4 separate regions of the Pan troglodytes genome follow, and all the other regions are linked to region 3. The links are chromatin contacts, called in public Hi-C maps. All regions are on one chromosome and are shown on one strand. The core of a region is the stretch at or near the end of the contact, and the rest is flanking DNA. Distances in the headings are between cores, read along the strand shown. Region 1 has its middle 100 kb from the start of GAP43. Region 2 overlaps GAP43 (growth associated protein 43). Region 3 overlaps LOC134809466 (a long non-coding RNA gene). Region 4 holds the start of GAP43 (growth associated protein 43).

The links. A called contact is a pair of places that touch in the nucleus more often than the background predicts.
Region 1: a contact with region 3 is called in a Hi-C map of stem cell-derived neural progenitor cells, with 4 times the contacts expected there. The contact joins two enhancer-like sites. A contact is called at or near these places in 1 of 7 Hi-C or Micro-C datasets (stem cell-derived neural progenitor cells) and 1 of 1 datasets of contacts at active chromatin or transcription factors (stem cell-derived excitatory neurons).
Region 2: a contact with region 3 is called in a Hi-C map of stem cell-derived neural progenitor cells, with 14 times the contacts expected there. The contact joins two enhancer-like sites. A contact is called at or near these places in 4 of 7 Hi-C or Micro-C datasets (blood, induced pluripotent stem cells and stem cell-derived neural progenitor cells) and 1 of 1 other capture datasets (stem cell-derived neural stem cells).
Region 4: a Hi-C map of stem cell-derived neural progenitor cells shows a contact between it and region 3, with 3 times the contacts expected there. The contact joins the promoter of GAP43 here to the enhancer-like site in region 3. A contact is called at or near these places in 1 of 7 Hi-C or Micro-C datasets (stem cell-derived neural progenitor cells) and 1 of 1 datasets of contacts at active chromatin or transcription factors (stem cell-derived excitatory neurons).

The regions. Positions count from the first base shown.
Region 1 is chr2:118,853,401-118,856,795 of NHGRI_mPanTro3-v2.0_pri, forward strand. It overlaps a transcript of GAP43 not described here. Among named protein-coding and RNA genes, the nearest start is that of GAP43, 100 kb to the right of the region's middle. Within about 2 kb of position 1,366, at least 9 of the 24 cell types and tissues checked have an H3K27ac peak or open chromatin away from gene starts, as enhancers often do. A contact at or near this core is called in stem cell-derived neural progenitor cells, where this site is marked.
Region 2 is chr2:119,026,421-119,030,061 of NHGRI_mPanTro3-v2.0_pri, forward strand. All of the region lies in intron 2 of GAP43 (growth associated protein 43), which reads left to right. Among named protein-coding and RNA genes, the nearest start is that of GAP43, 69 kb to the left of the region's middle. Within about 2 kb of position 1,896, at least 16 of the 24 cell types and tissues checked have an H3K27ac peak or open chromatin away from gene starts, as enhancers often do. A contact at or near this core is called in stem cell-derived neural progenitor cells and stem cell-derived neural stem cells, where this site is marked.
Region 3 is chr2:118,532,294-118,535,902 of NHGRI_mPanTro3-v2.0_pri, forward strand. The region is part of intron 3 of LOC134809466 (a long non-coding RNA gene); the gene reads left to right. Among named protein-coding and RNA genes, the nearest start is that of ZBTB20, 71 kb to the left of the region's middle. Within about 2 kb of position 1,273, at least 6 of the 24 cell types and tissues checked have an H3K27ac peak or open chromatin away from gene starts, as enhancers often do. A contact at or near this core is called in stem cell-derived neural progenitor cells and stem cell-derived neural stem cells, where this site is marked.
Region 4 is chr2:118,957,815-118,961,697 of NHGRI_mPanTro3-v2.0_pri, forward strand. GAP43 (growth associated protein 43) reads left to right here and starts at 1,598. Exons shown (of 3, transcript NM_001009816.1): 1 at 1,598-1,627. The coding sequence starts at 1,598.

The DNA.
Region 1 (3,395 bases), core at 116-2,615, 320 kb after region 3:
CTCTTCCAACCTCTGCTCATTACCCAGCTCCAAAATCACTTCCACATTTTCAGGTATCTTTATAGCAATGCCTCACTCCTGGTACCAATTTTCTGTATTAGTTCATTCTTGCACTGCTATAAAGAAATACTTAAGACTGGGTGATTTATAAAGAAAAGAGGTTTAATTGGCTCAGAGTTCCACAGGCTGTACGGGAAGCATAGCAGCTTCCGCTTCTGAGGAGGCCTCAGGAAGCTTACAATCATGGTGGAAGGCAAAGGGGGAGTGAGACTATTAATATGGCTGGAGCAGGAGGAAGACAGCAAGGTCGGGGGGCGGTGCTACACACTTTCAAACAACCAGATCTCATGAGAACACACTCACTATCACAACACAGTACCAAGGGGGAAATCCCCTCCCATGATCCAGTCACTTCCCACAAGGCCCCATCTCCAACACTGAGAACTGCAATTTGACGTGAGATTTGGGTGCGGACCCAGTTCCAAACCATATTGATCCTCTGGTTTACTCTCATTTTAATTTGAAATGGAAACCTTTTCATTTCACAGAAGAGAAAGCAAGAGCCAGGAGGAAATGAGTGACTTTTCTAATATCACAGTCATTTAGAGACTGTGATAAAGGCAAGGTTAGAGCCCAGGTTTCCTTACTGCTAGTCCAGTGATAGTTCTGTTACATCATTTCTTATACCTATAAAGGCTGACTGAAACCAAAGTTCCTTTGAAATGTAAATACTATTCCATTTGTACTTTAACATCTAACAGAATTGTATTTTTACATTTATATTGTTTATTTACAGCATGCAAAGTGTTTTATCTAATTTAACCCTTGTATCAATCTGCAATAAGTAAATATCAGCTAAAAAATGGCCTGCATGGGACTTATCTACTTTTTATATATGATATATTTTTTCTACAAATACCCATTTCTTATTTGTGAATACTAGGTGAATTAAAAATAAAATAAATAGACCATGCTCTTTCTACTCTTCTCCACCATACTATCAACTAGGAACTCGTTGTGCTTTAAGAAAATAGAACAGAAGTGGGAGGAATGGGCAGCCTGACAATTAAAGCAAGCAAGAAAGAAAAAATGGTGTGGACAGCTTTTGCAAGTTTGTGCCGTAGATGATAGTGGTTAAATTTGCTTGTTATTCTAGACATCTGTAATAGAGGAGGTATTACCTCCAGTTGTTTCTGCAGTGGTGACCCTTGTTAGTTTGAGAAAGTTCTTTTTGAGGCTGATGAATTCAGTTCCCAGAAAAAGACACGGGACTCATGTTGGGGAATAGGAGCACCTCCTCCCTACCATGAACTGTACTCTCAGAGGCCCAGCCATCCCTGGCAGGATGGTTTCAATCACTCCTGCCATCCAGTCATCGCTGACACTTCTTGGCAGGCAGCCTGCCTCTAATGGAATGTGTCCTGCAGCTGGGAATTAGGTCATCAGTAATTTACTTAATAGCATTTTATGAGCTGGGCTCTGACAAAAGAGAGTGATCTGGCCTTAACAGCAGGAGCTTTCCTTGATGTGAGGGGAAGGAGGGAAGAGAGTATAGCATTGTGAATAATCAGACACTACATTTCCTGAAAGTAATGGGTGAGGGTAAGAAAATCTGGGTGTTTCTTCAGACTTCCTATGTGATCAGGTAAGATACATACCTTTGGGCAAGGTACTTCTTGTTTCTGGACTTTAGTTCCTCTAAAGTCTTATACAACTCTAATATCATATACTTCTGACTCTAAAGAACTCTTTATGAAAATTAGAAGATACAGAATTTGACAGGTCATCACCCCCTCTTCCCTGATGGTGCTCTATGGAAGGAGAGATACGTAATCCCACTCTTCTGCCATTAGTGTGCTTTGAAAAGAAAAGCACTGTGTTGTAGAGTTTGCTAATTTTCCTGGTGTAAGTATTCTCAACATGGCTGATTTCAAGCTGCCAATGCTTTAACAATTAGCAAAACTTTTGAAAATTGAACAATTAGCTTCTATGGGCTGGTATGAGTTGCTCCAGTACACCACTAGTTCTCTCCCATCTAGATAAAGCTGCATCAATGAATAGTCTCCCGTATGTAGACACATAACTGGATTGTTCACACACTAAGATATGCGCCATATATATCTTTGTTTTGGTTTTGGATGAAAAGATATTCACAACTTCTCTTTGATTCTATTCCAGTTGCTATTCTTAATTTATGTGAAGCCCTCTCAGAAAACATGTGAATTCTTATTAGGAAACTGTCCAGTTTATATAGCTCTTCATCTGAATTCCCATTTCTTCCACCACTGCTCTGATGCTCCCAGGGATGTTCAGGGAGCCATTTGACCCTTCATATTTTCTTCTGACCCCTAGGACCCCATGTTCTTTCTGTTGGAAAACCCAATATGCATCTCATGAATGTTCAGAAGGTTTGCTGTTGCTATACAGGGTTTAAAATTTGAAAAAGAATCACTGGAATCCTTCCTCCTTTTCACTGGGTGTGAAAGAAACCCTTTTGGGTTCTGAAATTTTAATGTGCAAAATCTTCCAATTTCAAGAAAATTAGGGCTGGGTGCAGTGGCTCAGCCTGTAATCCCAACACTTTGGGAGGCCAAGGCGGGTGGATCACCTAAGGTTAGGAGTTCCAGACCATCATGGCCAACAGGGTGAAACACCCATGTCTACTAAAAAAACTAAAAAAAAAAAAAAATTAGCCAGGAATGGTGGTGGGTACCTGTAATCTCAGCTACTCGGGAGGCCGAGGCAGGAGAATCACTTCAACCCAGGAGGCGGGGGTTGCAGTCAGCTGATATCATGCTACTGCACTCCAGCCTGGGTGACAGAGCAGGACTCCATCTAAAAAAATAATAAATACAATTTTTAAAAAAGAAAATTGGGATGAATAGAGGTAAAATCACTACCCAGAATGGTGGTGGATACAATTATGAGTCAGTTCTATTTTATCTCTTCAATTGAATACTATGTATAGAAAATATTCAATTAGCAACTATCTACTGAGCATTTACTTCATGAACTTAGCCCTGCAAACTATTGTGAAATATAAGAGAAAGCATATGCTGTAATACTAGCCTTCAAATTTATCATTTTGTTGGGGAGATAAGATTAACATGTACAAATTAATGAAAATCAGTTAAAAACATGTTATAATCAAGTGCTTAATGATGTGGCACAAATTCTAAATGAAGCAGGAGTTTAAAGAAAAGTAAAATTTCTTGAAGCAAATGTTGCCCAAGGAAACTTAATGACAGAAATGAAGTGTAAGCTGCCCATGATGTGAGGATTGTGTTTACATAGTCAGAGGAAGGTACCCGACTAGCCAGGCTGGGGGGATTGCATGTCAAACACTGGTGGCAAGAAATAGGGAGGAGGTAGGAACAGTAAGTAGTGGAAGGTGA
Region 2 (3,641 bases), core at 646-3,145, 490 kb after region 3:
ATTATTTTGTATTCGAAGTAATACAAAAGACAAATATATTATTCAGTGGATACTGCAACAATAGACAGAATTGCAACAAACATGAATTTAGCCAAATCTCTTGCTTGGAGGCCTGCAGTGGAGGAGAAATATCAGAGCGATCTTGGAATCGGACCTATCTATGTTTGAATCAAAGGTCCAGTCCCTAACCAGCTCTATGCCATTAATTCAGCGTCAGCTTTGTCATTGTGAAATAAAATATCCTCATTGCTGAACTTGGTGGTTGTCGGTATTAAATAGATCATGTGTAAAAGGTGTCTATTATGGTATTTTATTGAACACATAGTAAGTGCCTAATAGAAAGTCACCATTGTTCCTGTTCCTTTCAGCTGGGAAACTTTCAGCTATTGGGAAACTTTCTTTTTCTTTGGTACTACACCTGATTTTATGAAGGAAATTAACGTGCAAATAGGACATGATTTATGGCCAGCAAGAGAGACACATAATGATTTGCAGTCTCTTTTGGGAGTCAGAGTCTATTCTATTTGGCCTACCTTGTAGCTCAGCAACATTACCAAGTCCTTACATTATCAGTAATGATTGAGCCTGGAAGTCAGCCAAGGTTACCAGGTAGTGATGTTAGGATTAATTTGGGCTTCATGTAATTTGTCCCTCAGAAACTGCAATCTAGGGATTCAATAGAAAAGGTTGGGATACCTTAAGGGAAATAGCTAACACACTCTTTCCAGGTAGATACCAGCTATAACTTGTCACATCTTGGATTTCAATCCTACAGTCTTAGACCTAAAAGGAAACTTAAAAATTGCCTAAGCCTGGGAACTGGATGGGCTTCAGGAGGGTTCTTTCATCTCCTAAGATTATTTGCAACATATTATACTGTGTGTGCATACGGATGATATTCTTGGCAAAATGACCTTGTCTTTCATCAGATACTCTACTGGGACCACTGCACAAAAATATTATGATGCACTATGCTTGAACAATCTCCAGGAGAAGTTGTGCGCGCCTGTGTTTTAATGAACGATGAAGCTTGTTCTGGGATTCAGTTGCATGGTCTGGCCATGGTCCCACAATGAGTTAGCATCAGAATAGAGGAGATAAACCCAGATATCGCAAGGACTGTATTCTACTGTCATTCAATTAATTTGTACTTATTAATACGTATAATTTCCACACTACACAGGCATTGTGAGGGATGTAGATTATAAAAGTGAATATCTGTTGTCATGGAAGTTACAGTCTGGATGGGGAGAAAAGTAAGGCTCTTAAAAGAAAACAGAAACAAAAAAGACTCAGTACCAGTATAGAACAAAATAAGTTTGTGACTGCTTGCAAACTGCAGTCTGTAGTTGTGGCAAAGGAATTCAGAGACCACGATAGTGGGTAGGGTCTGAAGAAAAGAAACGAGCATTATGATGAAGCATTGGTGAGGATACCGGCCTTAGTAGTTTGTGCCAGTGAGGAGAAGGTAGGGTATGTTGGACCTTGAAGTGGTCGGAAGTTTTCAGTCTTGGTCCAACAGCAAATAGAGGGTGGTTAAAGTTTTTACTTCACCATATTATTTTTGCTCCCAGAATGACTCTGATGTCTCTATGAAGTGTACACAAAGCACAATCCACACTTATGAATTCAGTTCAAAGATATTAACATTATTTCAGCGTACCTGTTAAAGTGACTTAACAATCTACTTGTAGACTGAGTTTTTGGTCATATTCGAAGGACCAAAAAATCAAAATTGATTTAGGATTAACTTCAAAATAGGACCCAATCACAATAGTTGTTCCTATTGCACTGCTATGCAGTTTGCCTGGGGTCATTTCTTCCTGGAGAGTGACGCCTGACACGCCTGCCTTCCACTCAGCCTCCACAGCTGGGAACAGAATTACACTGGTGCCCTCTGCTGGGATGAAATGGGAAGTTGATCAGGAAACAATGGTGTCCTCGTCTTTTCAACGTAGAGATGGAGGTGGCGATTCCGGGCCCACCGCAGCCTCCAGGCTGGATTCATTTAGTGTTCTCTCCAGGCCTCCCTCTCAGGTGTCTTCTTTGCATCATACCTGAATTTATTAACCAAAAGGAGTAATTGGATTTTTATTGTAAGAAGGTTGTCAGCTAATTTTTAAAAGTAGTCCAAGGAAATGCTGCCCCCTTTCCTCTGACAATTTGAGAGCTGGGCCCTGGTTTCAACACACAGGGCTACTCATCTTGGGTGGTGGCTTGGCTGTCTTGCTAGAGAACAATACATATTAAGAGCCACAGGGAGACTCTGGGACCATTTTTAAAAATCCTGTTAAATTATTATTATTATTATTATTTATTTTAACGGTGAGGAAAGCACATTGATATTCATTGCTGATTTTCTTGGCTCAAATAAACAGCATTAATGCTATGGTGTTAAATTCGATTTAGAGTGTCTACTCTGGTGTGCCTTTGGTACCCTGCTCAGCTGATTTTTCTGCTAGAGGTGAAAAAACATTCAGTTGTAATTAAGAAAGGGGTGGGGGAGTGCTGAGAAGGAAACCGAAAGAGAGAAGAGTTGTGAAGTCTCATGTGTGCAAATTGGTAATGGACTTCTAAAATAAAATGATGGGGGCTGGGGCGGGGCAGGGGAGAGGATGGATTGAAATGATCCTTTCCTGCTCCCCACTTTTATTTTATTTTATTTTGTTTAGGATCAATAATATGGACATGGAGTTCTGCTGCTGGTTTCCATAACAACCTGGCTTATTGAAAAACTGCAGGCTCCACGAATCCCCAATTATCAGCCTTCCAGGGCTTATTAATGGACCTGAGCATCCCAGTGAGGCAGGCAGCTCATTGCTGGCACGTGCCCGGTGGGCTGGCGGAGGGTGGAGGAGATGGGAAGAGGAGATGTGTGGTGAGACAGCAGCCATTTGTCCCCGTCACTTGCAGGGGAGGGGGGAGCAGTCATTCAGGAGGCTGTGAGAGCGTCTCTTGAAACCCTGAGTGGCTGCCGCTGCTGTTACAGGCAGCCCAGAAATCGAAGCAAAACTTGTTTTTCTAGCTCCACCCCGAAGCCATCTATCTGGAATAAATCCTTATGAATATATCACAAGCCCTGTATGTCTATTGAGCTTCTATAATTAATCGGGCTTTCCTCACAAAGACAATGGTGACTCTATATTTCTAATATTAACTCAAGCCTTAATTAAAATGTGAAGCCAACCTAATGCATATTTGATAGCTTTGAATTACTCAGTCTTTGGTCTGGCTTCACTTATTAGGCCCTCGCCATAGAATAATTACAATAGCAACAATAATACCGATGATGATCAAAATACAGATAACATTTACTTATCTTGTGCCAGGCTTTCTGCTAAAAGCTCCACATGGAGTTTCTTGTTTAAGCTTCACAATGATCCTATGATGAGGGATATCACTGTCCCTTTTTTACAAATGAGGAAACAGAAGCAAGAGAACTTAAATGACTTATCTTAGGCCACAAGGCTAGTGAGTATATCAGAGTCTCATTTCTGCTCCCTTTCCATAATTATTTTTTATTTTTCAACATGCATATCCTCAAGATAGAAAAGGAACAGCACATTTACAGTAAATTTTGTGCTATCCAGTGTTAATTGGGGAATGAAACATTCTGGTTTATCAAATATTTTGATTAATAA
Region 3 (3,609 bases), core at 23-2,522:
GGTTTTTAGATGTAATTCCATTACACACTTAATGGGCTGTAGTATAGTGTAAACTAAACTGTTTTTTTTTTTTTTTGAGATGGGGTCTCACTCTGCTACCCAGACTGGAGTGTGGTGGCATGATCTTTGCTCACAGCAACCTTTGCCTCCTAGGCTCATGCCATCCTCCCACCTTAGCCTCCAGAGTAGCCAGGACCACAAGTGCACACCACCATGCCTGGCTAATTTTTGTATTTTTTGTAGAGACAGGGTTTTGTTATATTGCTCAGTCTGGTCTTGAATTCCTGGGCTCAAGCAATCTGCTCACCTTGGCCTCCCAAAATTCTGGTAGTACAGGAGTGAGCCACCATGCCCGGCAGTGTAAACATGACTTTTATATGCACTGGGAAACAAAAAAATTCATGTGATTGCTTTATTGTGATATTCATCTTATTGCAATATTTTATTTACTATGGTGGTCTGGAATTAAACCCACAATATTTCTGAGGTATGCCTATGCATTAGTTTTGCTTGTTTTTGAGTGTTATGTCAATGGAATCATACAGTATGTTCTCTTTTGTGCCTAGTTTCTTTCACTCAATGTTATGTCTTTACATAGTGTGACTAAGTTTTTTTCCTCTTGTTTAATTTTTATGTTTTAACTTCTATAACAGTTCAGTAATAGATGCATATAATTTATAAATAAGCCAGGGATGTGTGCATAAAAGTTTGCAGTTCTTGGGTTAAAGTATGGCACCATTTGTGTGAATGTCAACTTTAAATCCCAGATAGACTCACTAGCTTTTTAAAGAGAGAACTACTCACAACTACAGACTATGATGACCTCATCTAGGTATTTGTATTTAATAAACATTTATTTATGAGAACCCACTATGCACAAGTGTTTGTAGGCACTGTGAGAGTTACACAGGCAAAATAAAAAGATGTAGCTCAGTCTTTCAAGGAGTCTATCACTGGTAGGAGAAACAGTGCAGTAAACTCATATGATCACTCCAGACAGAATTGAGAATCTACAAAAGAGACACAACTAAAATGATATAGAAGCCTGGATGAAGGATGACCAATCTTCCAAGAAGCTAGAAAAGGCCCCTTGAGACTTGTACTAGATAAACTTTGAGCCCCTTTATACTTTCTAGCTTCCAATATTTAATCAGATTTCTCATTACAGACATAGGATCTTTATTCTCACTGTGCATTGCTTTATGTTTCAGGTTTATGGATACATGGTATATATTGTGCTCAGTCAAAAGGGGGCAGCATTCACCCTTCTTCTGAAAATCAGAGACCACTTTGGCCACATCTCTTTCTTTCTAGGAAAAGAATACTTTTACCAGATAGCGTTTCAGAACATAGATATAAATTTTAAGCCTCTTGTTTTAATTGTTTGTTTATAGAGATAGCAACTGATTTGCACCTTCACGTCACAGAGCCCAACATATCGCACAGGTATAAATGAAGTCAAGCTGTCTCTGTGCCCAGAGTTTCCCTTATTTCTGCCTTTGTCCCTTGATTGGGCGTGGCAGTCTTGCTCAGACTCAGATTGCTAAAGGGCGGTGGCTGAAATGAACAAAAGGAATCAGACCTTTACTCTTAGCCTGAGAAAAAGATTGCCAAGGGAAGCTTGGGGAGAAAGCGCAATGCTGAGTGGTTGCATCATTGTTTTGACTACCTAATGCTTTTTTTCTCTTCTGACTGTTTATCCTTTTTAAGCTTCTGTTTATAAGCATAACAATTATATGAAAGGTAAATAAGTTACATGCACTACAGGGATGTATGACTGTGCTCTGTCTTGGCGGCATTCGTCTCTTTATTAGCCAAGTAACCTTTACAGTTTAAGTACTACACAGTTGCTGCAGTCCTTTTCTTGCTGACGCAGTAGTAGAGGCAGTGGTGGTGAAAACTGAGAGAGGTTTAATGCTGAAGGTCTCAGACTGTGTATCTCTATGTCTATGACCTCTAACCACCAGACCGGCAGATAACTGATTTCATTTTGTTAGTGAAACACTGATTTTAATTGCTGACTTATACAGCTTCCATGTTATACTTGATTGGTTTTGAGAAAATCAATGTTGATGGCCAAAATTCCAAATTAACTATTTCTTTCTAGATTTAATCATACTGTATACAGCCCTAAATTGCCCTCTAAGCGACTTAAAAAAAAATTGAAGAGTAGAGCTTTACCAAATGTCTCTGAATGATAAAGGAAGTTGACCCACCCTATAATTAGCTTTTGTAAATATCAAGTCAAAGGTCAGAGCAAAGGTCATCTGATTTCTTTCTTTTGTGAAGAAAACAAGGGATTGTAGTCAGTATGACTGATTTCAGAATAGTGGCTAAAGATGAAGTCATTGCTTTCTTTCAAAGCAGAAATTGTAAAAGTAAATAATTTGGAATAATCACAGAAATAATTACATTAATATGAATAGCAAATAGCAGGTGATCATTTGTGTAGCATTTACAGATACTGTGACCCTTGGTTTTAGACCTTGTGCAGTGTTTTTCTCTGTCAGGTACATGATGCTGGGAGAGCAGCTCTCTAGGAGACCTCTGATGACATCATGTCACTGTCCTCTGAGGCCACAACACAGCTGCCATGCCACACACTGGCTCAGAACACACAGTGGGGCATAGCCAAAAAGTTCACAAAGTAAAGAAATGTCAACTTTCTACATTTTAGCATTCATTTGCCTGCATTAACCAACATTGTGCAATATATAAAGTCTAAAGCCCATGTGAGAGATAAGACAGAATTATTTGCATTTCTGCTGAAATTAAGCATGATGAAGTAGAAACTTATTACTTTTAAAACCAAAAAATGAATCTAAATATGTGTGTGTCAATCAAATGATGAGTTAGGACTTCCTCATGAACTGGAGAGGAAAATTGGATGACCAGCTATCCTGAGTTGCTAGGGACTGAGAAGGTGTCCAGGATGTGACATTTTCAGTTTTAAAATTAAGGCTATCTTAGGCAAACTGCAACAAGTTGGTCACCCTAACTGGAAGAGATCTTTTTGGCTATGTTGTCCAATTATCTTATTTTGCAGCTGAAGAAAATAAAGATTATGGAAATCATAAGATCCCAGCAGGATTATTTTTCTCCCTAATTCTTGTCAATGTCTTTTCTTTTCCTAGCTTCTCAGGTCATGTATTAAACTTAGACCACAGGATCATGCAAATGGCCCCTATTAGGTGGGCCAGGGGGTGAGCACCTAGAGTGCTCCTAGAGTGGAGGGGTGGCTCCAAGAGTGGCTGTCCTTCTCATGTCTGAAGGTCACTTGGCTGACTGTGGGAATGCCTGGCTATCTTCCAGGAGAGCAGAGAATGCCTCTATCAATAGTTTGAACACTGTTCTGTAACTTTCTGAGTGACACTGCAAAGTACCAAAGATAGAAAGAAGGCACAGAGGGGGAAAATGGGCATCTCAGTCTGCTCTGGCAGCTATAACAAAATACCATATACTGGGTGGCTTATACACAACAGAAATTTATTCCTCACAGTTCTGAGGCTGAGAAGTTCAGATCAGGGCATCTGCTGACTCAGGTGAGGGTCCCCATGCTGGTTCATGGATGGCACCTTCTACATGTCCTCAAATGGTGGAAGGAACTAG
Region 4 (3,883 bases), core at 348-2,847, 430 kb after region 3:
TTATGTCTAGGAGGTCTAGGAGGGACTATGAAGAATATGAGCTGTTTAATTAGGGGTACTTGTCATCACTAATGAACAACAAGAAATAGTTTGAAAACTTCTTTGAGATATTCACTTGCAAATGTCACCCGAATTTCAGAAAAGTACAGTCTCTGGAGTAAAGCTATTATACACTCAGAAAGACTGTTGTGCTTTGCATGCGTTATATCATTTAGTCCTCAAAACATGTTGTCAAGATTGGCATTATTATCTCCATTTTAAAGATGAGAAAATTAGGTGCAAAGAGCTTCAGTAACACACTCAAACTCATTCAACAATAAATAACTAAAAATTGTGCTATACACACTATAAGAGTCACATGTTCCTCCCCCAAAATTATGAAAGGCCATAGAAGGAATTCAAGAAGTAGGCTTCATGACTTATCATTTCTTCTCATCTCAGATGAATTCACTTTAATCTATCATGCCCAAATTGTAAAATATCATTTTGATCACCATCAATATTACACAGACCTGTTTGAATGTGCTCAGCTTTTTCAGTAAAATTAGAAGAAACCACAATTTACAAACAGGTATATGTGCATTAAGGAAAAAACAAAAAACTACCATGTGATTTTAGATATGGATGCCAATTCTTAAACATTGTTTATTATTTCTGAGCTCAAGTGCTTAGAATGTTTAAAATGCAATATATTTATGTGGATTTTTTCCAGGATATTGGAACATATATAAAATATGCTTGTGCATGTCTAAGCTTTGTATTTATTTCAGGTTGTATGTATACTGAGAAGAATATATAAACAGTGTATGATATTTACATGTTATTTCATTTTTTGAGGGAAATTAACCTCCACAATTATTAACTATGCATAAAATGTAATGGCAGATATGACTTATATTGTATAGGACTGACTACAATTCCTCTTTAGAAATAGCTGTTCTTTGCTTTTATAATACTAGGAAAAGAGGAAAAGAGTTCTTAAAGAAATACAAGGATTCCTCAAGCCCCTCTTCCCTAAAACATGCTCTATCATATCTCCTGGATTGACTGGAATATCCTTCTCTGCCCCCACCCCATCACCCTCTCAATGCAGTGGAAAAGTCGGTGGGTAATTGGGTCCAGATTGGAGGTGTTTAAATATTCATGAGGCTGGCAGGGGACTGGGAGGGGGCGACTGTCTAGAATGGGGGTAGGAGCTGGGGGAAGTGATTAGTCACTGAAGGCTAGCGAACAATTCCGAGAAAGAGACGGAGAGAGAGGGAAGAAAAAGACAGATAGATAGATATTGGGGGGAAGGAGAAAAAAGGAGAAGAGAGGGAAGAGAGGACAGCGGAGAGAGAGCACCAGAGAGAGAGAGAGAGAGCGCGCGCTAGAGAGAGGGAGCGAGCATGTGCGATGAGCAATAGCTGTGGACCTTACAGTTGCTGCTAACTGCCCTGGTGTGTGTGAGGGAGAGAGAGGGAGGGAGGGAGAGAGAGCGCGCTAGCGCGAGAGAGCGAGTGAGCAAGCGAGCAGAAAAGAGGTGGAGAGGGGGGGAATAAGAAAGAGAGAGAAGGAAAGGAGAGAAGGCAGGAAGAAGGCAAGGGACGAGACAACCATGCTGTGCTGTATGAGAAGAACCAAACAGGTAGAGCTAAAGATTTTTTACTTCTTGCTGTTGTGAAATAACCAGAGTACAGTATTTCCCCGTAAAGGCAAACAATTTTTTTACTGCTTCTGCTCTGGCCATGGTGCTCGCGCTTCCTTAGCATATGGTAACTGATGGTTGCATCCCAGCTTTTATTCTTTTCTGTCTTTCATGCTCTGGTTTTGGAATGCTGCTACTAATTAGGTTGAGGGTAGAAAAAACATGCCTGTTTGGCTAGAAATAATTTTTTTTTTTCTTATTAGTGAATGCTCAGCATTTGAGGTCTCTGGTCTTGAGGGTGTGGACGTAGAAAGGGGTGTGGGGGAGATGATGTGGGCTCTACCTACAAGATGGGGAGGCATTTCTTTATATTATTTGCAAAAAGCAGGGTTGAGGAAATAATATTCAGAACTGAGTATTGCCTCTCTGTCATACAATTTTCTCACATGTGCTGCGGAAGATGCCTTATTTCGTGCATGCATGAGCTTCGAAGGGGCGCAGGTATTTATGGAAAAACGTGCAGGTCTTATTTATTTAGTATTTATTTTTCAATGAATGAATGAAACTGTGATTTGATAGATTTTTTTTTTTTTTAAGAGAAGCTAAGACAACTGGGGCTGGGGGAGAAATTGGCCATGCAGAAGGGGAAAATCCCCTTCCTAAGATCAGCAGCCGATTGTGCACCAGCTGGTCGGAGGAGAGGGTGGACCACGCCCCTAGGAGCTCCGATGGGATGGGAAAGACAGCCGGGTATTACCTGTTGGAAACCAGGTCTTTTCTCTTCTCCCCTTCCCTTGCTTCTTTCCTGGGATTGTCAGTGACCAGAGACAGGCTAACATCCTGGATAATAAGTATGGTGACTCATTTTCATCAGGAAGAGGGACACATCCAAGATTAGCAAGAATCAGAGCCCCTCCTTCCCTCCCCCACTGCCCAGGTTTTACAGCCATTTCCAATTGCTCGCTTATTTCTTGAAAGACATTTTAGAAACTTGATTGGGGTGAGAGTGGGAAGGAATGACGAGTGTGGTATTCCGCAGCAACCGACCATGCCATGGCAGTCTCCAAAAGAAGCTTTCAAACATTTGTTGGAATGCATTTGAGTGATTTTGGCGAAGGTTAAAGAGAAAAATGGGTGTGGGATACGGGTGAGTGTGTGCGTATGCTTGACTGTGGTGGGGGTGGGGGTGTGGTGGGGGCAATCTTGGTCAAAGAAGCCCTTCGCAGACTGATTGCCTTAGGGGTGGGGTGCAAGAGATGGAATTTGGGTATAATTTCCAGTGCAGGTATTGGAAATTGGGCAATTTGTAATACACTCCCTGAATCCGAAGGGGGTGGAAGAGAGTGGAGAAGAAACAGCCTGCCAGCTTAGCACATTTAGCCAGCGCCCTGGAAGGAAGGGTGGGGAGTGAGGATGAAGGAGAAGGAGCAGGAAGAGGATGGGAGACTGAAGCAGAATGTCAGAGCAGTGGGAGTAGAGATTTGGCATAAATAAATAAATAAATAAATAAGCAGACATCCTGGATTGTGTGGGGCTATTTGGGGGAAAAAGTCGGATAGTGGGGGATTGAGTTGGGGGCGGTATTTGCAGCATCTCCTGAAACTGCCCTGTGGTTACAGAGATTGATGCTTCCATTGGCTCATTTTATCAAACCAGGGCATTTTCTCTCTGTGACCTCCTTCATTTTAATATATAAATGTAATAAATACAGGTGTCTGGGTTAAGAACACTGTCAAAGAAAAGTCCTGAGGTTATTTCACTGGTGAGCTGGGGAAATAACATTTAGGAAGGTGGAGCACTAAGTAAGCCAAAGCCATCCACTTAAAAAGCTTTAATTTTGGAAAGAAAAATATTCAGGTTCATAATTTGTTCCCACCCTATGTGTACATATGCAAGTATACATGCATCTCCTTTAATAAAGGAAATCATGTATGATTTTTAGAAAAGGAATTAGGGCTAAAGGAATTCCCTTCCCAAAATGAAGACAGCTGCCTTCCCTGGGGCTCTATCTCACCAACAGCCCCAAGCATTCACTCTGATGTGCAAAGTGATGAAGCTGAAATTGTGTTTAGAGTTGTAGAAATTCGCATGTAAATGTATACAGCATCCACATACTTCATATGCTACAGTTGCTTGTGTAAGTGGTTTCCACATGCCTCCCTGTGTTTTAGCATCATTTATATTCAAGAGAAAATTAAAGGTATAGAAATTGTCCTACTTTGCTCATGCATTTTATAAATGTGTACTTCTGTGTGA